2 separate regions of the Mus musculus genome follow, and region 2 is linked to region 1. A link is a contact called in public Hi-C data. All regions are on one chromosome and are shown on one strand. The core of a region is the stretch at or near the end of the contact, and the rest is flanking DNA. Distances in the headings are between cores, read along the strand shown.

Region 1 (4,998 bases), core at 847-3,346:
GCTCTCTCTATAGGAACCTCTGGACTATCCCTTTGGACTGAGAGCAGTGATAACCAGCAATGAGGTCTCTGTTTTACCTCAACAGACTTGGCAGGACCTTGGTGGCAGCCATTCACCAAACATGGAGAAAGTACTGGGGATTTGGACTGCAGTGAAATGGACAGCATTTTATGCCTCATAAATAGATAAAAAGACAAAGATTAAACCAAGGCTGCTCTTCTCTACTCTGGAAACATGGAGGCACGGGAGGATCCCCCAAAGCTCAATTCTTACATCTCCATTGTGGTTGGCTCTCCAAAAGCCACCTTCTAAGACAGAGGAATGTAACTGTTTCCAGAGTGAACCATTCCTGTTTGGAAGACCACAGAGCCTGCTCTTTCTATAACATAACTGCTGAACTCCATCCCACGGGAAGCCAGCATTTAGACTGTGTGATACCTGCTGGTTTTCCACTGGCTGGATATGGAGGAGTTGGCCACAACCACAGGGCACACATCATAGCGCCTCTCTTCTGGAGGGCCTGGCTTTAGGGACGTTCTATGTTTTATGCCTCTGGACCTCAGGATATGGGGACCGACAGAAGTGGGAACTGTGAGCAAGTACCAAGCACAGAGAGGACTAAAGTGCGAAGCGCACCCCTCAATTCTGCTGCTGACATATATCCCCGTCTAACACCCGCATCCTTCTTTAGGCAGGAGGGGCCGGAGACAGAGATGAGCTTTATTGCTTCTTTCCAGTCTTGTTAGCATCTCGTTTTTGTTGAGCTTCTGAATACCAAGGTTTGCTGATTTCTAAAGTTATCTAAAGCTAACAATGGACACCCACAACTCCTGTGCAGCTGATGCTACCGCCTGACAGATGTGAACGCAGGCGCTCAGGGAGGTTGAGAAACTTGTCCAATGCCAACGGGAAGCACATCTCAGAGCGGGCATCCACACCACTGCCTCCCTGATGCCGAGGCTGGGAGCTTCCTGGCAAGCGAGGCTTTGTCCTGCAGAAGGCTGTGCAGTTTGACATTCCCTCTAAGGTGGACTGTGGCCATCATACTCTATCTGGACTCAGTAGTCTGCAACTGGGGAAATTTTAATTCCAAGGCTGGGACTTCCTGGAACATTCTGGAACTGAGGGGAACATCTCACTGAAGCACATCCCATAGTTTTCTTCATTTCTGTTAATCTCCTTCTCTAGACTTCTGCAATCACTGTGTATGTTCACCTGGACCTTACACCCCTGACAGGAAGTGCAGCTTGTGTCTGAGTTTTTCCTTGGGAACCTAAGGAAAACTTGTATGTGTGAATCTCTCCACAACGGAAAATTTAGATGCTTGGATCTACTCACATTCTCAAGCCTATCAAATTAAAAGAGAAAACGTGAATCAGTTTCACTGTAACTCTTGATTAAACACTTCAAAAAAAAAAAAAAAAGAATCAAGTGTATATTTTCATTCGGCTGGGGACCTTTGGCAGCAAGCTGCCTCCAATCAAAGAGCTCATTTCTGTGGGATCCCTACACCCGAATTTCAGAACTGGACTCCAACCTAGGCCTAATTCAGGAGGGCCTCTGCTCTTCACTCAAGAGATTTAGCAGCTACAATGTATGTGTCTAAGGTCATTTGATATAACCGTTGCCAGAAGGAAGCGTCCGGGAGGTTTGTGGATTAAAGCCTTAACCCGACTGTGCTGAGAACTAAAGGTGATATACAGATGGTCCCCACAGAGGAAAAGAGCACTGGCTAGTGAAGGACGACCAAGTACCAGCACCTTGAAGGATGTGAAGCTGCTCAGAAGTCCCCATAAGCCCCAAGAAGGAAGACAGGACCAGGCAAACAATTCTGCAATGCAGTAAAACCGCCAGCAGGTGGCGACAGCTTCCTTTGCATTCTCCCAAACACACTGGCGTACAAACAGGAAGCGAACATTGTTGATTTAAGCGCGATCAACAATGAAGTCTTCTTTTTTCTTGTCCCACCCACCTCCATCTCTCTGTGGTATCCCCTCCCTAACTTACTAAATTCTCAGCTGGCAGCCACACGGAAAGCAAGCCAGGACTTGCTAATGTCTAACGTTCGCTCACTGCTGTGGAGAGCCCAGAGGCTGGCAGATTCCATTCAGTCTCCAGCAGGTCATTGGGGACTCAGGCTTAGTAGCTTCCTCCAACCAGCAGCTCTTAGGTTAATACCCGCAGCAGCAGGTTTGCTTGACCAAAGCCGCTTCAGGAGCTGGGGAAAACAGCTTTTTGGCAAAGCAAACGGTAGAACTATTAAGTATGAGATAATTGTTAGGGGAAATATGGCCAGCCCTCACATCTTTTAATATACCTAGCACTTTATCTGTATTGATCTGCTTCTGCTAAAGAGGAAATTCAGAGTTTATCTACCTGTCTGTGCAATCAAGTGTGTTGCTGGACCTATTGTTAAATCACAGAAGCCCCGCTGGGACCCTCCCTCTTCGTTTCTAATTTCCGCACCCATGGCAAACATGAATAATCAGTGGGGTTAATCAGCACTTTATCTCCCAGGTGCTGTGCGTGTCCAATATCCTGAAGTTTGAACGGCAAGCAGACAACAGGAATTCCCAATGCTGGCAGGGAGGATGCTCAATATCAGAGGCCCGACAGAGCAAATCATTTAGGAGTCGGGAGAAGGGACATGAATATCCTGCAGCTATAAGAAGTCATTAGAGTTAGCAAGACGTGACTAGGCAGTTTTAAAGACGATGCGAGTGGTTCATCTGGATGCCAGCTAGAGGAGGGGAGAGCTCTATAGAGATTGGTCAAAAGCCTACTTACTCATAAAAAGTTGTCCATCCAGTTTCATCACTCTTGGTGGCTAGGAGTCCAGTGTTCCCATCATAAGTCATGAGGCCCAGCTCCAGGTTCTGAGTGGACACGGCTTTGAGGCCTCCATTGGTGCCCACGGTAAGGGTGATAATCTGATTATCAGGCATGAGCAGGTGGCGGGGCATGCCACTGCTGTCCCGGCGGATCTTTAGGGAATTCCCGTTGTTGTCAATCAACTCGGTGACGTCATTGTCAGCGCTGTATGTGAAATTGTACAAGTACTCCCCAGTCACCAGACTCACAGTGTACTGATGGATACCATCAGCGTTGAACACGTACAATTCCTGTTCTCCCGGAGATGCAGCCTCATACTGGTTGAATGCGTTAAGAACGGGTTTATTTTTGCTGACCGCCCTGATCCGGATATTCCCAAGGTCTGCAATGTAGATGGTGCCATCTGGAGCCACGGCTAAGGAGGACGGCGAGTTTAGGATGGCGTCCGTGGCGTAAGCGTCATCTCCCGAGTAGCAGATGCAGTTGACATCGTTTTTGCAGTCACAGTCTGAGGCCGCCCCGGCTAAGAGGCAGATCTCTCCATTGGTGGTGACTTGGCGTAGGCGGTTGATCTTCTTCTCGTCCGTCTCAGTGATGTAGAGCACCCCAGTGTGAGAAATAGCAATGGCGCTGGCTGATTCCAGCGCAGAATGGATGGCGAGTTTGCTGAGCGAGTAGTCGATGCCGGGAACCTGGCAGTGCATAGGCCGTCCCGCGATGATGCTGACCTGGTGGTTCTCCGTGATCCGCAGGATGACGTTGTTCTCCAGAACGTACAGGGAGTTGTCCATGGGGTTGACGGCGAGGTCTGTCGGCCATTCTAGACGGACCTGCACACGACAGATGGCATTTCAAGAACAGCCTCGAACATGTTAATTTTATTCGTCTAGGAGAAAATGACTTAGCTTTTAAAAATATTCATTTTATTTCCCGTGTGTGAATGCTTTCCCTGTTTGCATGTGGGAACCTCGTGCATGCCTGGTCAGAAAGGGTAAGGCCGTTGGATCCCTTGGAACTGGAGTTATAGATAGTTGTAACCCACCACATGGATGGTGGGACTTGAACCCAAGTCTTCCTCAAGGCCCAGCTTGAGGCATCTCTCCAGCACCAACTTAGCCTTTAAGTAGCAAGCTGTACTAGGAGGGCTCATCACTGAACCATTTGCCTGAGCTGGCTGTTTATGATAGAGAGGAGGGGAGCATGTGACAGACTCTGCCTTCAGTTTCATCTGTCTTGACTCGATCCTGGCAGCTCCATCCACACCAGTGTTTCTCAGCTCCAGATGACTAACCAGGGCTACAGCCATCCAATGCGGTTGTACAGGTAGATAAATGCATAAGGGACCAAGGCAATTCAGCCCAGCGTCAGCTCTGCGAGCCATGGGTCAGGGAAGGCTGTGTTCATTTAGAGATGACACATTTGTCTAAGTTGGGAAAAAGCAACCATGTGGCTTGGAAGGTGGCCCTAGCCCAAGAACAGACAAAGAACAGGCTGGCTAACAAACTACAACTTGAGTGTTTGAGAGAAAAAAAAGAGAAACGAACAAAGCCAAGTCAAGTACATCCTTCTTCTGTGGAATTTGAAATAATTAAAAAAAAAATCTCAGTAGCAAGTTGTCAGTTTGTTGGGAAATTTGAGTTAAAATTTATGAGTTTGACCAAGAGTTGAAAAGACTCTCACAGGCCTGGGCCCGGTGGGCATACATGCTAGCCTCTTTGAACGAATGTTGCACATTTGAGGAGCCCGTGGTCTCTGCCACCCTAAGAGACCTGACAAAGCACACACATCGGGATGATTGAGGAGGGCCTTGCTCTAGTAACTACTGCACAAGGTGGAGGTTTATATAGTGAAGATGCCACCATTCCAGATTAACAGGGAAGTTCTGACTGACATGTGCACGTAACACCAAACCATACAGTCTCAAACCTTTGAGAATGGTGGAGACGAGAGATAATTATACAGCAGTTCCTACCCTGTAATCTGCTACTGCTAGAGTGTGCTGCCAGCTTTGCTTCTTAGAGTAGAATTGCCCTCTCTGTTCTCTCCCTCTCCCTCCCTCTCCCTCCCTCTATCCTGACGATCTCCTTTCTGTTGCCTCTCTCTCTCTTCTTGTTCTCTCCCCTTCTCTTTTCTACCGTGCACATTTCACACTGACGTCTCCTTTAC
Region 2 (5,364 bases), core at 495-2,994, 100 kb after region 1:
AGGAGGACAAGCTGGCATTCAAGAGAAGACCTACTTGTCATTTCTGATCTGGGTCACATGGGAGGATCTCCAGAAGGAAGACTAGAATATGCACCCCTCCCTCCCCCACTTCCACCCTCAAGTCTGAAATAAGGAACAGTGAGAAGCACATCTATACAATGTGTAGCCATCCAAGGCTGTTGCTGATCTGCATACTGTATTACATGGGCTACCTGGACCTCAGCACCACCAGGGGTGCTCTGTGGCGTCTCTTTTACTCCCACAAGGTAGGGGAGGGGAACAACTGACTACTGTCTATATTTGTTGACAAAAGGGAGGATTATTTTCTCCTTTTTCTTTTGCACAAACTCCAAGTGGTGGGAAAAAATAGAATTGTCTAGAAAATAAGAATTGTGTGTGTGTGTGCATATATATATATATATATGCACACACACACACACACACACACACATATATATATATATATAATCATGAGCCTGGGAAATCAAGTTTAAAATATGACCTACTTAAATTACTTAGGGAAAAAGTGAAGAAGAGTCAGGTCACAGTGTTCCTAAATGTAGCCTTTTTCTCAGTTTGTTTGATGCAAGCTTGCTGGGAGTGTGGGCAGAAATGCAAGACATTGGTGCTTGCTGGAAAGCAGGGCACTCAGAGGCTTGGGTGGTGCTGACATTAAAGAGCCCAAAAGAGACTGATGGAAGACCAAAACTCAAGGAATTTACTGCCACTAGAATGAAGAACAAAGCCTGATCATAGTCACTGGGTTTGCAGCATGGAGAGACAGGTACCCCACGAACAACTGAGTCTCAGACATAACTCATCCCAGGGCTTCAAAATAAATAAGTGTGGCTCCTATTTGTTGGTGCCGGAGAAGATGATTAGAAACTGGGAACCTACTTGTATTTTATTTATTGATTGATTTATTTATTGATTGATTGACTGTAATCACATAATGATCATTAACTTTTAAGATCATAAAGGAAAATTATTTGGACTCCATATCCTACTAATTGATAGCACAAAGTAGAAATGAAAACGACAAAGAACCGGGTGGCAGCAGCTGGTGTTCAAGTCTCAGCTGTGGGATTTGAACATGGTGACTTAACTTCTTGGGTATTCAGTAACCCCTTTAACGCCCCCCCCCCCCCAAAGAGTGGCTGGGAGGGAGAGGTGAAGTAACTCAACCAAGGAATCAACATAGGAGTTGAGACCCTGCTAGACAAGCAATGAATGGTCTCTGATCTTCCAAACTGGATCCCCAACCTGGATGGAGGGGGCTGATGTGACAAAAGAAATGTCACAGTTGTCACACACGCACTATTGTATACACACACACACACACACACACACACACACACAGGTACGCATGTATGCAAACACACCAAAAAGAGTGCCAGATGGCCCCAATGTTAAGTACTTGTCAGCTTCCTTTATGGTCCTGACTGGTCAGAAGCCACATGTGAGATGTCTTATCTTCCTCTCTTTCTCTTTCTCTCCCCTTTTCCACAGGCTTCCAGGAGTAGAATATTGTGCACTCAAGCTTCTATTTAAAATTAATTAAAATGTGTGTACAAATCGACGATTCCTGTTTTACTAAATCGAGTAAATGGAAGCTTTAGCCTCCCGCAGAAGGAAAATAAATTACCGCTGCCAGTAACGACTGACAAGTTAACAGGCTGATGACACAAAAATGACATAATTTAGAGTCACCTAAACGGTGTAAAGCTCATTTTAATGATCAAGCTGGAGTTTCCCCTTCCCATCGTCTCTGCAAGGGAGATGAATTATCAGTGTTATTTACTTGGTAGGCAGTTAAAGGACCAGCCACTCATTGGTGTTTTAAGCAAAACAAATCCTGTCTACCTGCCACTTTCAGTGGAGAGACTGCTCAGAGGGAAAGGAGGGGCTGTAGGAGAGGCTTAATATAATGGGAGAGGCAAGATGGTTACAGTTGACAAGCCATCTGGATTAGGCAAGACGAGGGGATCTCGGACAATGCACTTTTAGAAGTGATTTGAAAGCTGGTTTAAAAATTTTTTTATTAATTAATTTATTTTGTAGAGAGGGTCTCACATTTATAGTCCAGGTTAGCCTGGCACTCACTTTGTAGCTCAGGCTTGTCCCAGACTTGCAACCTTCTGCTGCAGCTTCCTGAAACCTGGGATTACAGGTGTGAGCCACCATGCCTGGTGCTGCAAACCCGTTTGAAAGCAGTCCTTTAGAAAAAGAGGCTTGGGAATCTACTAAACCCTCGCTCCTCAGGTAAATTGTCCAAGTCTCAGTGTGTACTGCTTTGTCTTCACTCCAAACAGATCAGCAACTATAGACAGTTAACCTAACACTAGTAACAGACAGGCTTTGTGGCAGGAAAAAAGATGGGAGGAAAGGGATGCCGCACTCCGGCCCACCCCACCCAACGAGTTGGGCTGACAATAAACATTTGAGTCATGGAGGCCGAGCAAAGCTGAGGGTCCCAACACCGAAACCAGCACCCCCCTTTCTCTCAAGGAGGAAAAAAAACAAAACCAAAACCAAAACCGCTGTTAGGAAAGGAAGGTTTCACTTAAGATCGCTGTAAGGGCATTTCATTTGCTGTACAACCAAACTGGCTCTTATTGAAACCTGTACCAAAGAATCAACTCCATATACAATGTAAAGAGCTGAATATTAGAGAGCACTGGAGAGTAATCTTATTTTCTTCAGGAGATATGAAAGATATGCCTCCTTGAGACCAGGAAGCAAAGGTGATTACATTTGATTGCATAAAATTTAAATCTTCTATTTGACAGTGGATACCAGCCTAAAAGAAAACCTAGGTCATAAGCGATATTGGGAAGGCAGATCTTAACGTGTTTTACAGGATAAAATTTACTATTTAATATGTACAAGGAGCTCTATAAATCAACACGAAGAGACAGACAAATGGAAAAGGGGGCAAACTGTATCAGAAATAATACAGCTTGCTGGATGAAGGATATTCAGATTCGGCAACAATTACATATAAACTTCAAGACTACAGAGATGTAATTCTAGGCTTCTCAGCCTGGAAGTTAAACTGAAGAGTCATTCACAGCCTGGGCTTAGGGTGCTGGGCTCTGTGGAGTACCGTTGCTGAAGGGTGGGAGTCCCAGCTGACAGAAAAATGCTGTGTCATGGAACATAGGCTCCAGCCAATGTCGTAGTAGCCTATGACATAAGCACAAAAATGCACAGCCTCTTCAGGCATTCAGTGTGTGTGTGTGTGTGTGTGTGTGTGCACGCAGCAGGACTCTCAATGAGAGGAAGGCAGAGGGTGCCTTCTGGCAGATGGGGGCAGAGCCCTTGGCTCCAGTGATGGGGGTGGGGCAGCTTCTGAAGAACCGACTTCCTCATTCCCGTTCTGTCAAATGGCACATTTAAGCAAGAGAGCGACTCAGGGAAGAATTACCAGAAGGACAAAAAATTCATCAGGTGTGTCAAATCTCTGACATTCAGGAGCCATGTGGGGAAAGCAGCACACGCTGACTTAAGCATGAAAGTATGGATGCTTTAATTAATCCGGGGTGAATTTAATTGCTTTAGTTAACTGGAAATCGGGTTAAAAATGATGCAGAGCATGCTGGGGTGTGTTAAAAACATGACATATGAGTTGGATGAATCGATAAATTAAAAGTGCACAGATGTTTTAATTAAACCCAGGGAAGTTAACGAAGATCGCAAGAGACTTTTAAGCCCATGATTAATTCAATTCATTTAAAATACCTGTAGAGATATGGAGACGCCTCCATTTTGAGAGTTAAAAGTTCTCAATCGATAAGTACTTAAGCTGCTTTAAAAAAAAAAAAAAAAGGAGTCTGAGGGGTGTGTGCCTGTGGCAGCAGCACTGGTTACACACGAGTCTCTGAGCTCTCTGGCGTATATATCAAGGCCTCTGCTGCGCAAGTCCGCAGAGGGGTTGAAGCACTGAGATAAATTTGCACCTCCACCGTGTGTCCCGCTGCCACAAGCCTGGGAGTGTCCCGCAGGCACAGTGGAGTGCTGAGTTCACCTGTGTCTCTATACCCGGGAGGGAGGAGCGACTCCTTAGAGAGGGGCTGGTAAACTGGACTGAGTTTCCTGTTGGCTTTCCCCCTAGCTGTGAGCAGACATTGACAGTTTTGTTTTTTTTTTTTTTTTTAACCTTTAAAGGGAGTTCTTGTGGAAATTGAAAAAAAAGTGAGATAATGCTGTGGGGGCCTGGCTCATGGTAAGAAATCAATAGATATTATTTTATTACTATTATTTTTATTAGGAGAAAATTGTTCCAACTAGTTACAGGGTAGAATGTCTGTCCCGTCTTCCAGCCTGTCCCCTCTAGAGACTGGATTGTTTCCTGTGTAAGTTTTTCTGAAACAATGGGGTTTCCCCTAATCCAGGGGCCTCATTTGCCTCCCCAGGATTAAGCACCGTCTGCCAGGACTCCTCAGCGATTAGCCAAGTGTGTCATAAGCCATATTGGGAAGGCAGATCTTAACGTGTTTTACAGGATAAGATTTACTCTTCAGCATGTACAAGGAGCTCTATAAATCAATACAAAGAGACAGACAAATGGAAAAGAAGGCAAACTGTATCAGAAATAATACAGGGTTAGGAGGAGAAAATGAGAAGCGGTTTGTGGTTTTGGGGGGCTCTGGGTCTCACTGGGCAGTCTCGGCAGAGTTCCAGGGCAGCGTGATCCAGATTCATACTCAGACCTGAATGTCTATAAGTCACTTGACGGAGGAAGGCCTGGTCTCTGGCTCTTCAGCCACTAGGAACCAGGCGTGCTCTCGAGGTCTCAGACTCAGTGAATTACAAAGTGTGACTAGAGTCCAGTAGATGGTATGTTGAGATGATTTAACAAGGTGCCAAATGTGGGGACCAGTAATCAAGCAGCAGAGGGTGTTTATAAAATACCACCTAGACAGGGCACAGTGATGGACACCTGATATCCCAGCACTTGGGAGGCTGAGGCAGGAGGATTGCCACAAGTTTGAAAGTTGACTACATAGTAAATTCTAGGCCACCATGGGATATATAGTGAGACTCTGAGGCTCTGTCTCATCAAAGCAAAAAAAAAAAAGACAAATAAATAAACCTCCCAAATACCCCTGCTTCTCTCTCCTAAGATCCAGTTTCCTTCGCTGTGAAATAAAGATTCTGTTCATTGTGAAGAGATGAGACCACATCACTCATTTGAAGTGCTTTGCATGGTGCCTGGGCCGTAGCTTATCTTTGATATGGGGTAGCAGTTATCCTTGTACCAGTCTGTTAAACGTGACTTTGCTCAGTGTGGCTGCTTAGTCACTTGCTGCAGAACATGTTCTGGGTACACCTGCTTCCAGCCCCTCCTCCTGGGTCTAGCTG

The links. A called contact is a pair of places that touch in the nucleus more often than the background predicts.
Region 2: a Hi-C map of cerebral cortex shows a contact between it and region 1, with 2.4 times the contacts expected there. The contact joins two enhancer-like sites. A contact is called at or near these places in 8 of 484 Hi-C or Micro-C datasets (the N1E-115 cell line, Sertoli cells, cerebral cortex and 3 more), 1 of 115 datasets of contacts at active chromatin or transcription factors (a beta-TC-6 cell line) and 1 of 9 other capture datasets (embryonic stem cells).

What each region holds. Positions count from the first base shown.
Region 1 is chr11:36,043,980-36,048,977 of GRCm38.p6, forward strand. Tenm2 (teneurin transmembrane protein 2) reads right to left here. Exons shown (of 29, transcript NM_011856.4): 23 at 2,788-3,662. Among named protein-coding and RNA genes, the nearest start is that of Gm42072, 49 kb to the left of the region's middle. Within about 2 kb of position 2,097, at least 86 of the 459 cell types and tissues checked have an H3K27ac peak or open chromatin away from gene starts, as enhancers often do. A contact at or near this core is called in the N1E-115 cell line, where this site is marked.
Region 2 is chr11:36,149,212-36,154,575 of GRCm38.p6, forward strand. The region is part of intron 9 of Tenm2 (teneurin transmembrane protein 2); the gene reads right to left. Among named protein-coding and RNA genes, the nearest start is that of Gm46251, 12 kb to the right of the region's middle. Within about 2 kb of position 1,745, at least 4 of the 459 cell types and tissues checked have an H3K27ac peak or open chromatin away from gene starts, as enhancers often do. A contact at or near this core is called in the N1E-115 cell line, where this site is marked.